Regions from separate parts of the Danio rerio genome. Here region 2 is linked to region 1. The links are chromatin contacts, called in public Micro-C maps. All regions are on one chromosome and are shown on one strand. The core of a region is the stretch at or near the end of the contact, and the rest is flanking DNA. Distances in the headings are between cores, read along the strand shown.

Evidence for each region. Hi-C and Micro-C count contacts between places; a contact is called where the count stands out from the background.
Region 2: a contact with region 1 is called in a Micro-C map of caudal fin, with 2.6 times the contacts expected there. The contact joins the promoter of khdrbs1b here to the promoter of kpna6 in region 1. A contact is called at or near these places in 3 of 18 Hi-C or Micro-C datasets (caudal fin, embryo and an unstated tissue) and 2 of 4 datasets of contacts at active chromatin or transcription factors (caudal fin and embryo).

Annotation. Positions count from the first base shown.
Region 1 is chr19:32,356,252-32,361,045 of GRCz12tu, forward strand. It overlaps kpna6 (karyopherin alpha 6 (importin alpha 7)), which reads right to left and starts at 1,408. Exons shown (of 14, transcript XM_001923886.8): 1 at 1,304-1,408. The coding sequence starts at 1,307.
Region 2 is chr19:32,828,570-32,833,822 of GRCz12tu, forward strand. khdrbs1b (KH domain containing, RNA binding, signal transduction associated 1b) reads right to left here and starts at 1,734. Exons shown (of 9, transcript NM_213235.1): 1 at 1,486-1,734; 2 at 1-105. The coding sequence starts at 1,579.

The DNA of each region.
Region 1 (4,794 bases), core at 158-2,657:
CATTTAAATAGAGCATATTTCAGAGCAGTAATCACAATACTGTGAAACCGTATTTTTAATCCAAGGTTATTATACTGTCAGAATCTTATACCAGACCATGCCTAATTTCATAACAGTTTTATATTTTCATCTGTAGCAGTGACAGTGAAAATTGTACTTAATTTGGCTTACTTTTTGCTTTGAAAGACTCATTTCTGTTAGTATTCCAATTTGCACCATACAATGTGATAAAAAATCCCATCCAAATACCCTGAACTGAACTGCTGATTTCAGCTTACTCAAACTGCAAACTAAAATGGCACAATTTGTGAAAACCTGCCAGATATCACATTAATATAAACTGTGATGATTCTATTAAATATAAGACAGGAAAAACCAAGTCAGCAGACAGTCAGTTTCCGATACCTAATCTGACCTTCCAGTTTGTATCATTCCTGTTCCAACCTTTTTCCATCACAACCTATTCTAAAGATCCAAGTAATAAACAGACAGGCATCACACATATGTATAATGCTCAAAACACCTAGCTATGGGGTTCTGACATAATTAATAATCATTCACTAAATATAAAAACTAAATTAGCCAGCCTGTACCATGTCATCACCTTCCTCCCTACACACCCAATGTAAAAATGAGGAGATCCCAAGTTATATTTAACAGAAAAGACTGATGGTTTAATGCAGCTGACAACCTAGCCGATTTGTTACTACAAGAAACTGCCATTTTAATAATCGTGAATATACAATAAAAGTCTCCCATGAGTAGTTTTGAAACAGAAACCATCAGCTATCGTGGCTGATCACGTGTAGTTGACTAGTGCACTCACTGACACCAGGGACATGTTGTTTAGTCTGTCTAAACCCAGACAGCTGTCTACATAGACAACATTAACGAGAATAGATTTATATAACCCATGACAGAGCACTATGTTTAATGTTTGAGCATTTCCTCTTTAGCTGCCACCTAAAACCCGAACGATTTCACAACCTCGAACAGAACATGTCTAACATGACCAAGCGTTTCCACTGGCAAAGACTCAAAATTGACAACCACGTCAATCAAATTCAACCAAACCTCACTAAAGCATGTCCGAAAAGCGTTATGACTTAAAACATTTGCTCTTGGAATCGCTGGTAAACATACAGGTCGTGTACAGCAATGTGCTAGGCTAACTGGCCCTTTACACTCATGCTGTAAATGACATGATGTAGCTTGTCTTGGGTTCTCGGCTACAAATCTGATCCCAAAACACCGCGAGTAACAGTACGAACACGTCAAAAGACAGTATTGACGAGATACTCACCCATGGTTCTTTCTTGAGTTATATACGCTTTGATGACTGGTTTTATCAACGCTGTAATCTTAACACTCGATTTTGCTCCTCACAAACAATATGTCGGTGATCTACGGAGAGTAGAAGGAGACAAACTTAATGACAGCGTTTCCAATTTGTGTCTTACGAAAGGCTGAGCAAACGAACAAAATGAGGGGGTCTCGTCATCACTATGTAAAAAAAAAGAGAAAATAATAATAATATTAATGATGATCATAATTATAATAACAATGATAATAATAACAAAAATAATGATGATAATAATAATAATAATAATAATAAACAATAATAAAAATACTGCCACTATTAATTATATTAATAAGAATAATCATAACACAAATAATTATTATAATATTGAGGAAATTTGGATAATATACTCTTTATTAAGATATACTGTTAATAGGCATAATAGGCTTACTAAGTGTAAATCAGCTTGTCAGCTCAAAATATAAAAATAGGACTATCTATCTAAATAGTTAACTAACTTACAATATAAATGAATATATAAATAAATAAATAATATGGTCAAAATCATTTTTATTATTTTGTGCATATTAAATAACACAAAAACATTATTTAAAAAAACAAATATAGTAATAACATATTATTTATATTATTCATAGACATGAAAAATAAAATACATTCATTCATTCATTTTCTTGTCGGCTTAGTCCCTTTATTAATCTGGGGTCGCTACAGCGGAATGAACCACCAACTTATCCAGCACGTTTTTACGCAGCGGATGCCCTTCCAGCTGCAACCCATCTCTGGGAAACATTCACACACACATTCACACACACACTCATACACTACAGACAATTTAGCCTACCCAATTCACCTGTACCGCAGGCCTGACTAATTAGCCCCCTTGTTTATTTTTTCCCCAATTTTTGTTTAACGGAGAAAAAAATGTGTTTTTGTCAACACATTTCTAAACAATAGTTTTAATAACTCATTTCTAATAACTGGTTTATTTTATCTTTCCCATGATGACAGTAAATAATATTTGAATAGATATTTTTTAAGACACTTCTTTACGGCTTAAAGTGACATTTAAAGGCTTAACTAGGTTATTTAGGTTAACTAGGAAGGTTAGGGTAATTAGGCAAGTTATTGTATAATGACGGTTTGTTCTGTAGACTATCGGAAAAAAATTATAGCTTAAAGGGGCTGATAATTTTTACTTTAAAACGGCTTTTAAAAAATTAAAAACTGATTTTATTCTAGTCAAAATAAATCAAATAAAACTTTCTACAGATTTGGGAAATATTTTAAAAAAGGAAAAAAAAATCAAAGTCGGGCTAATAACTGTATATGTATATATATGAAGTCAGAATTATTGATAATATTTTTTCTTCTGTTTTATTTTGGTTAGAATATAAGCAGTTTAACAGTTTTATTTTTTAAAGGGTCATAATTATTAGCCCCTTTAAGCTATATTTTTTCCAATAGTCTACAGAACTAACCATCATTATAGCTTGTCTAATTACCCTAATCAGCCTAGTTAACCAAGTTACCTTCTGGGAAAAGGTTCAGAGTACCTTGCTGTAGATTAAACAGATATAAGAATTCCTTTTATCCTATGAGCATTAAGCTATTAAATAACAGTAGTAGCTTACACTGAGAGTTTCTGTTTTTGCTTATTTTCGCTTATGTGAAGAGACGCATGTAACTTTTATAAAAATACTAATTTGTTTTTTGTATGTTGTATTGTTTTTTCCATGTTTGTGATAACTGCAGCTGAGGGCAAGAGCCCAAGACAAATTTCCCTAACTGGGACAATAAAGTTTTACCTTACCTACCTCACCTTAGTTAAGCCTTTAAATGTCACTTTAAGCTGTTTACAAGTGTCTTGAAAAATATCTAGTAACATATTATTTACTGTCATTATGGCAAAGATAAAAGCAATCAGTTACTAGAAATTAATAATTAAAATGATTATGTTTAGAAATGTGTTGAAAAAATGTTCTCCGCTAAACAAAAATAGAGGAAAAAAATAAACAGAGGACTATTAATTCACGGGACCAAAAATTCATATATGCATTAATTTGTCATTTACTATTATAAATAATATTGGTAAATATAACAACAAAAAAACTAAAAAAGGTAGAATGAGATGAGACAATTAATGACTCAATATGTAAGTCACATTTAACGCAGCAACTTGGTTAACCTTACCCAGCGGTTAAGTCATATAAACAACCCAGCATTCTGGAGCTAACTGACTAAACCCGGCACTTGGGTCAAAACAACCTAGGTGCGTGGTATGTCCTATAGTTATCCAGCACCTGGGTTAGGATTGGGTTATTTTCCAAGTCAGCATTTTTTTAAAGTGTAGTGTACAAATGATCTGATTTTATATGGAACTTTCCAACTTCCCCAGAAATACTAAGGCTTGCTGAATATAATTAATATGGCCACTGAAAAATATTGAACAATTGAATAAAAATGTAAATAGTGTAAATTAATTTATAAAATCTATAATTTATTCTTAAATCTGTAACAGGTTAAAACAAATCAAACACGAAAACCTTTTTTATTTTATTAATGACAAAGAATTCATCAAGCTTTGTTTTCTGGTACAATTACATCTGTATATGTGTGTGTGTGTGCATGCTATTAATTATATTTAATTAAATATTAATTAATATGCTTAATGTTAATATACCAAATTAAATTTCACTTCATCTCTTTATATCTCACATATAGACCCAATCAAAATAAGATGAAATAAAAAAGTTTCTCAGACTAGAATTTAGTCTTTTTCTTTCTTTCTTTCTTTCTTTCTTTCTTTCTTTCTTTCTTTCTTTCTTTCTTTCTTTCTTTCTTTCTTTCTTTCTTTCTTTCTTTCTTTCTTTCTTATATATATATGGGTTCAACTGTCACACATTTCATCCACCACATACAGACATGTAAAGCTTGCATATATATATATATATATATATATATATATATATATATATATATATATATATATATATATATATATATATATATATATATATATATATATATATATATATATATATATATATATATATATATATATATATATATATAGTTGAAGTCAGAATTATTGATAATATTTTTCTTCAGGAGAAAGTTTTATTTGTTTTATTTTGGCTAGAATAAAATCAGTTTACCACTTTTTTAAAAACCATTTAAATTCAAAATGATCAGCCCCTTTAGGCTATATTTTTTTCCAATAGTCTACAGAACCAACCATCATTATACAATAGCTTGCCTAATTACCCTAACCTGCCTAGTGAACCTGCTTTTTCTTTCTTTCTTTCTTTCTTTCTTTCTTTCTTTCTTTCTTTCTTTCTTTCTTTCTTTCTTTCTTTCTTTCTTTCTTTCTTTCTTTCTTTCTTTCTTTCTTTCTTTCTTTCTTTCTTTCTTTCTTTCTCTTGAGATCAAAACCCAATAAATTCACCCTGCCCTGAATGTGGCAATATGGAGCT
Region 2 (5,253 bases), core at 484-2,983, 470 kb after region 1:
CTGGTATGAGAATCCTTTCCTTCAGTTTGATGTTTTTCATAGTAAAGAGGTCCAGGTAGCTTTCTGTATCTTTCTCAGTGTCCCCCTTCTCAATCTTTTCAATTTCTAAAAGGGAAAACAAGCATTATGCATCAGATTTGAACATTAAAATGCATTACTTCAATGCCAACATGTAAAGCAAGAGTTGGTGCAAATTTATGTTTACAAGTTAACATGCTCTGTTTACAAAAAGAATCGCATTTATAATTCAACAGAAGGTCAGAAAGCAGTTTAAAAGGCTAGTCTTCCTCCTTTTAAGTTGAAAACACTAATAAAAGCATCACACTCAATAGACAAACAGTTAGTAGCATCACAACTTTAGTTATATTTCATTGATATAACCTCACAGCAGATACCCGCGGGTCTTAAACAAAACTCTAGGTCATTTCAATAGCAAATGTACTGAGATTTAAGTGTTTGCTTCAGCCTGTAAAGGAAAGTGCTTGCTTCAAAGACATTGGAAGGAAACGCCATCAATCAGCTGGCTCAGCTTCACTAAAGGGCTTTTACTGCTGAACACCGACCAGCTACAAGCCTTTTCAAAATGTAACTTATGGAACTGATAATAACCACGAGATACTGCTAAACTCCCACTAGGCTGATATAAGACATGTGGTGAAACGAGGCCAGGAAAAGACATTTCCTACACCAAAAATCCAGATGCAACACTTCCCACACTGCAGGCACATATGGTCCTGAACATGGTTTTTATTACTACGACAAATCTCAAAGTTAAGACTTTCACCCGTCTTCAATTTCATACGCTCAGGCTTGGACGATTTCATCTAAAGCTTTCCAGATCTTTCCGTCTAGACAAACACGATAATACAGCGCATGGAGGCTGGGACTTGACGCGTACTAAGGAACGCCACGTTGACCTATTGAACACAAAGCGCTTGTTACAAACAACCAACAACGAAATCCTGATATGATTCATTTAAAAATGTTTTATCTGCAATTTTTGCAACTAAAATTGAATCAAATTTACGGATGCGCACAACAAATTGGTTCCGTAAATGTGTACAAAATATGATATTTGACTTTAAAAGTTCGCTTTCGGTTAAAGCTCATCCAGTACGCAGATCACACATCACTGGAGCGGAAATGGGACCGCTGCCCGGGGGGTGATGAGGGTAAATCTATACACCACCACGGGTTCAGAACATGCACACTGGATAATGATACAAAACCCCCACATTTCACCCTCCGTGAAAGCGTTAACAACACACCGAAAATGGCTACAGCAGCACGTGCCTGGTTCCAGCTAAACACACCACCCCCCTCGCTCGCTGTTACGAGACTTTTGTAACGGTCGTCCCGTCAACGACTACAGTCGATTCCATTCACTTCCCTCCAAACAAAACTGCGATTTTTCTTCGTCCATAAAAGTTAGTGGGTTATACGTTCACATTCCGCTCCTGCGTTTCCACAAAACAACGGCTTTACCTGCTGATATAAGTTTCATGGCGTGTGTGAAGGACGGGTCCAGGCTGTCGCGCTCCGCCAGCAGCTGCGGGAGGTATTTGTTCTCGCTTTCCATGTTGAGTTTGTAAGTTGCTGAAGATTTAAACACCGAAAGTCCAAGAGTGAAACTACTTCAGTATCCACGTCCTGCTTGGATGTCGGAACGGGTGAGTGTATGCTGCTGAACAGTGCGCGGTGGTGAGACGCAATGGCTCCTGTTCTCCGGCGTGCGGTTGGAAACAGATGAACAAAAGCTCGAGACGAGCGCAAATGACTTGAGCGAGCGGAAATTACGTCATGAAACTCGATGTATGGGACCGCCCACTTTGATGTGAAACTTTCTATCTTTTAAATTCATATTTTAATAGGAAGCTGTACAATATTATATATGTGCATATACATTAGATTAATCAGTACTGGAGCCAAATCTGGAGCTTATCTTACAAATTTAAATACAAATTTTTAAAAGAGGAAAAATCAACAAATAAATAAGAAAAAATAAATAAATAGTTGTAATTTAATTTTGTTCTATTATCTTTCAATTTCTATATGTTTGGTGACTAAATGTTATTTTAATCAATATATCTGTTTAATAAATCTGTTTTGTTTAAATGCAGCAACATACATTGGATAAAAATATTCATTTTCAAAATGGGGTCTACACAATTATGCTGAGCACTGTCTCTTTGTATTTTTGTTATCTATGTACCATATACATATGAACAATAATATAAAATATCATCTAAATAATCACAGATTTATTGTGAGTATATACATATATTATTTGGATGTAATTAAAAATATAAATAATGTAAATAAAATGATGTATATTATTTTGTATGTATATATTATTATTATTTTCTTATTAATTTGTTATATATTTTTATCTATCAATTCTTCATTAAAATTATTTATATTTGTAGAATGTATATTTCCACACACATACAACATATATATATATATATATATATATATATATATATATATATATATATATATATATATATATATATATATATATATATATATATATATATATATATATATATATATATATATATATATATATATAGATAGATAGATATAGATATAAGTATATCAGGGGTTTTCAATCTTAGTCCTTGAGGTCCGATGTCCTGCAGATTTTTGCTCCAACCCCAATCAGACACACCTGGGCTAGCTAATCAAGCTCGTATAGGCTTTCTAAAAACATCCAAGCAGGTGTGTTCTGCAGGACACCGGACCTCCAGGACCGAGTTTGAGAACCCCTGCTTTACATCGTACGAGTATAAATTATATACATGATATGATACTCTATATGTAATTTCTCGGAGCCTTATTCTGACTCCCCGTGTAAGTACGAGATACAAAAGCAACTTGTGTTTTTCCAGCAGATGTAAGACTGCTATATATTAATTAATTAATATGCTGTCTGGCTTTTTGGAGACACCCACAACGCTTTGCATACGCATGTTGTGGGGTTCGTGATAAATTATGAAGAAACTGTGGATTTCATAATGTTTGCTGCCCCCTTCTGGATAGAAATGGCAAATGAATTGCATTCAGGAGTTGGTGAAAAACACGAGTATTGACATGGCCAAATATTAACATTTAAAACACGGACCATTGTGCTTATTCATGCAATATGCTTTATTTATTTGCTATTTATTCAATACTTTTCTAAAACACTCCTGGTGTAGTATATTAGATCTACTGCTCTGTTTTGAATCCATATACTATTATATAATTTTTATCATCTCTTTGATAAAAACACAAAGCCAGCTTGTTTCTCCTCTTCTTCTCTTCTGACTGTAAACACATTTTCTCTCTGCCCTGTTTGTGAGGTCAGCTGTGGCTTAGCATTGCTAGGAGGCCCGTGAAACCTTTTTTGTCCAGCGAAAGCTTTCAGAACTGTCACACCTGCTTAGGCCTTTAGCACCAGCAGCGCCTTCCTCCGCTCCCCTTTCCCCTCAGCCTCGCTCAAGGTTAATACACTCAGCTTCTGCATGTCAGACTATTCAGACTCATAAAGAACTGCCTGCTTGCTGACCGCTTTGGCCTTTGAGCTTCGCTTGGCTAAAGCATATTCCTGCCTTTACAATATTTTCCAAAGGCTTCATTAAAATGTTAAAGGCATAGTTCACCCTAACATGAAAACTATGTCACCGTTTACTCGCATTTTACTTGTTCAAAACCTTCATGAGTTTATTTCATCTGTTGAATGCAAAAGAAAATATTTTGAGAAATGTTGGAAACCTTTGCTGCTAGGGAAGTCAATGGTTACAGGTTATCAGCATTCTTCAAAATAGGGCTGTGCGATTTGAGGAAAATATCTAATTGCGATTTTTATTTCTTTATTTTTTGACAGATATTGGGATTGTGATTTGATTTACAATTTAATTCAAGCTTCAAGCTGATTTTAATAAATTTAAGCTTCAGCTTAATAATCTGTAAACCGTGGCAATAATTCTGCGACAGCTCTAAAAATGACCTGTTCTTGTTTGGTGCCTGTGACTTTAAAACCAAAATATTCCCATATTACAAATGCTGTTTTTTCTTTTATATTAATTTGTCTATTAATGCTTCTGTAGCAGCAGATGCCATTATCCCCTTTTTCAGTGATTTCCTGTTTGTTTTCTTTTTTTATTTTAATTGCGGGCATAGTTCAGTTGCACAATTCTGATTGGTCAGAACGAAAGTGTGCTCACTCAATTGCCTAGTTATAAAGCCCCGGTCAGATCACACGATTTTGGCACGATTTCCTTGTCGTGACACAAGATTCAATCGTTTCTTGCATAGTTCACAACAACCGATACCATATCTGGTCATGTTTAATTTTCTGAAGCATAGCAGACTGGTTTTGAAGCACTTCACCTCAGATTGTTATTCATTATCTTTGTTTACATATATACATACAGTACTGGCCCATCCAACAGGCAATTTAGGCAGTCACCTAGGGCCCCATGTTTCTTGGAGGGCCCCACGAACGCTGCGCACAAACAATGCACATTGTGCAATGCCTGTTAAATGTGATAAAATACCATAACAAAATACAAAAATTAAGTTGTCATGAGCAGGTATTGTTTTGTTTTATTATTTCAGAAGTTGAATACTGTATTTTTTGATGATTTGATCAATTTCTTAAATAGCTTTTGAAGATAGACAGGTGATTTTTATATTATATCTCATCATCTTGTTCTCTTAAACTTTAAATTTTCTTAGCACCCTATGACCTATAGTGCAAACACGTCTCTTTTTAACACAAGCTAGTTTAACAACATATTTAACAATATATTTTCTGCTCTGCTGACAAATGACGCATCAATTTTGTCAGCATAAGTACATTCCAAAATAAGTTTACATGTTTTCATTATATTTAATTATAATATAATGTGTGACTTTCGCATGGTGGTCACGATTGAAAAACTTTCCAGTAAAAGTGAAAAACAATTTTTAACATTCCAGTGGCCACTAATAATTTCCAATATTAAACAAGAAGCTCTAACAGCACTCTGCTGAATGCAAAAGTTCAGTATTAGCACTATTTTTTAAGAGATCTAAGAAACTAATTGATACAGGGGCAAAAATGAATCTCAGTGAAAATCTAAGCAATCCACTAATATTACCACTCAAAAATGACTTTTGCTTACTGATTCATGAGTTCAATCCAATTCTTAAGTTTCTTGAGGGACAACTTAATTGTTTTATGTCCAATCCACTATCATTGTAAAAATGATTAAGTAACATAAT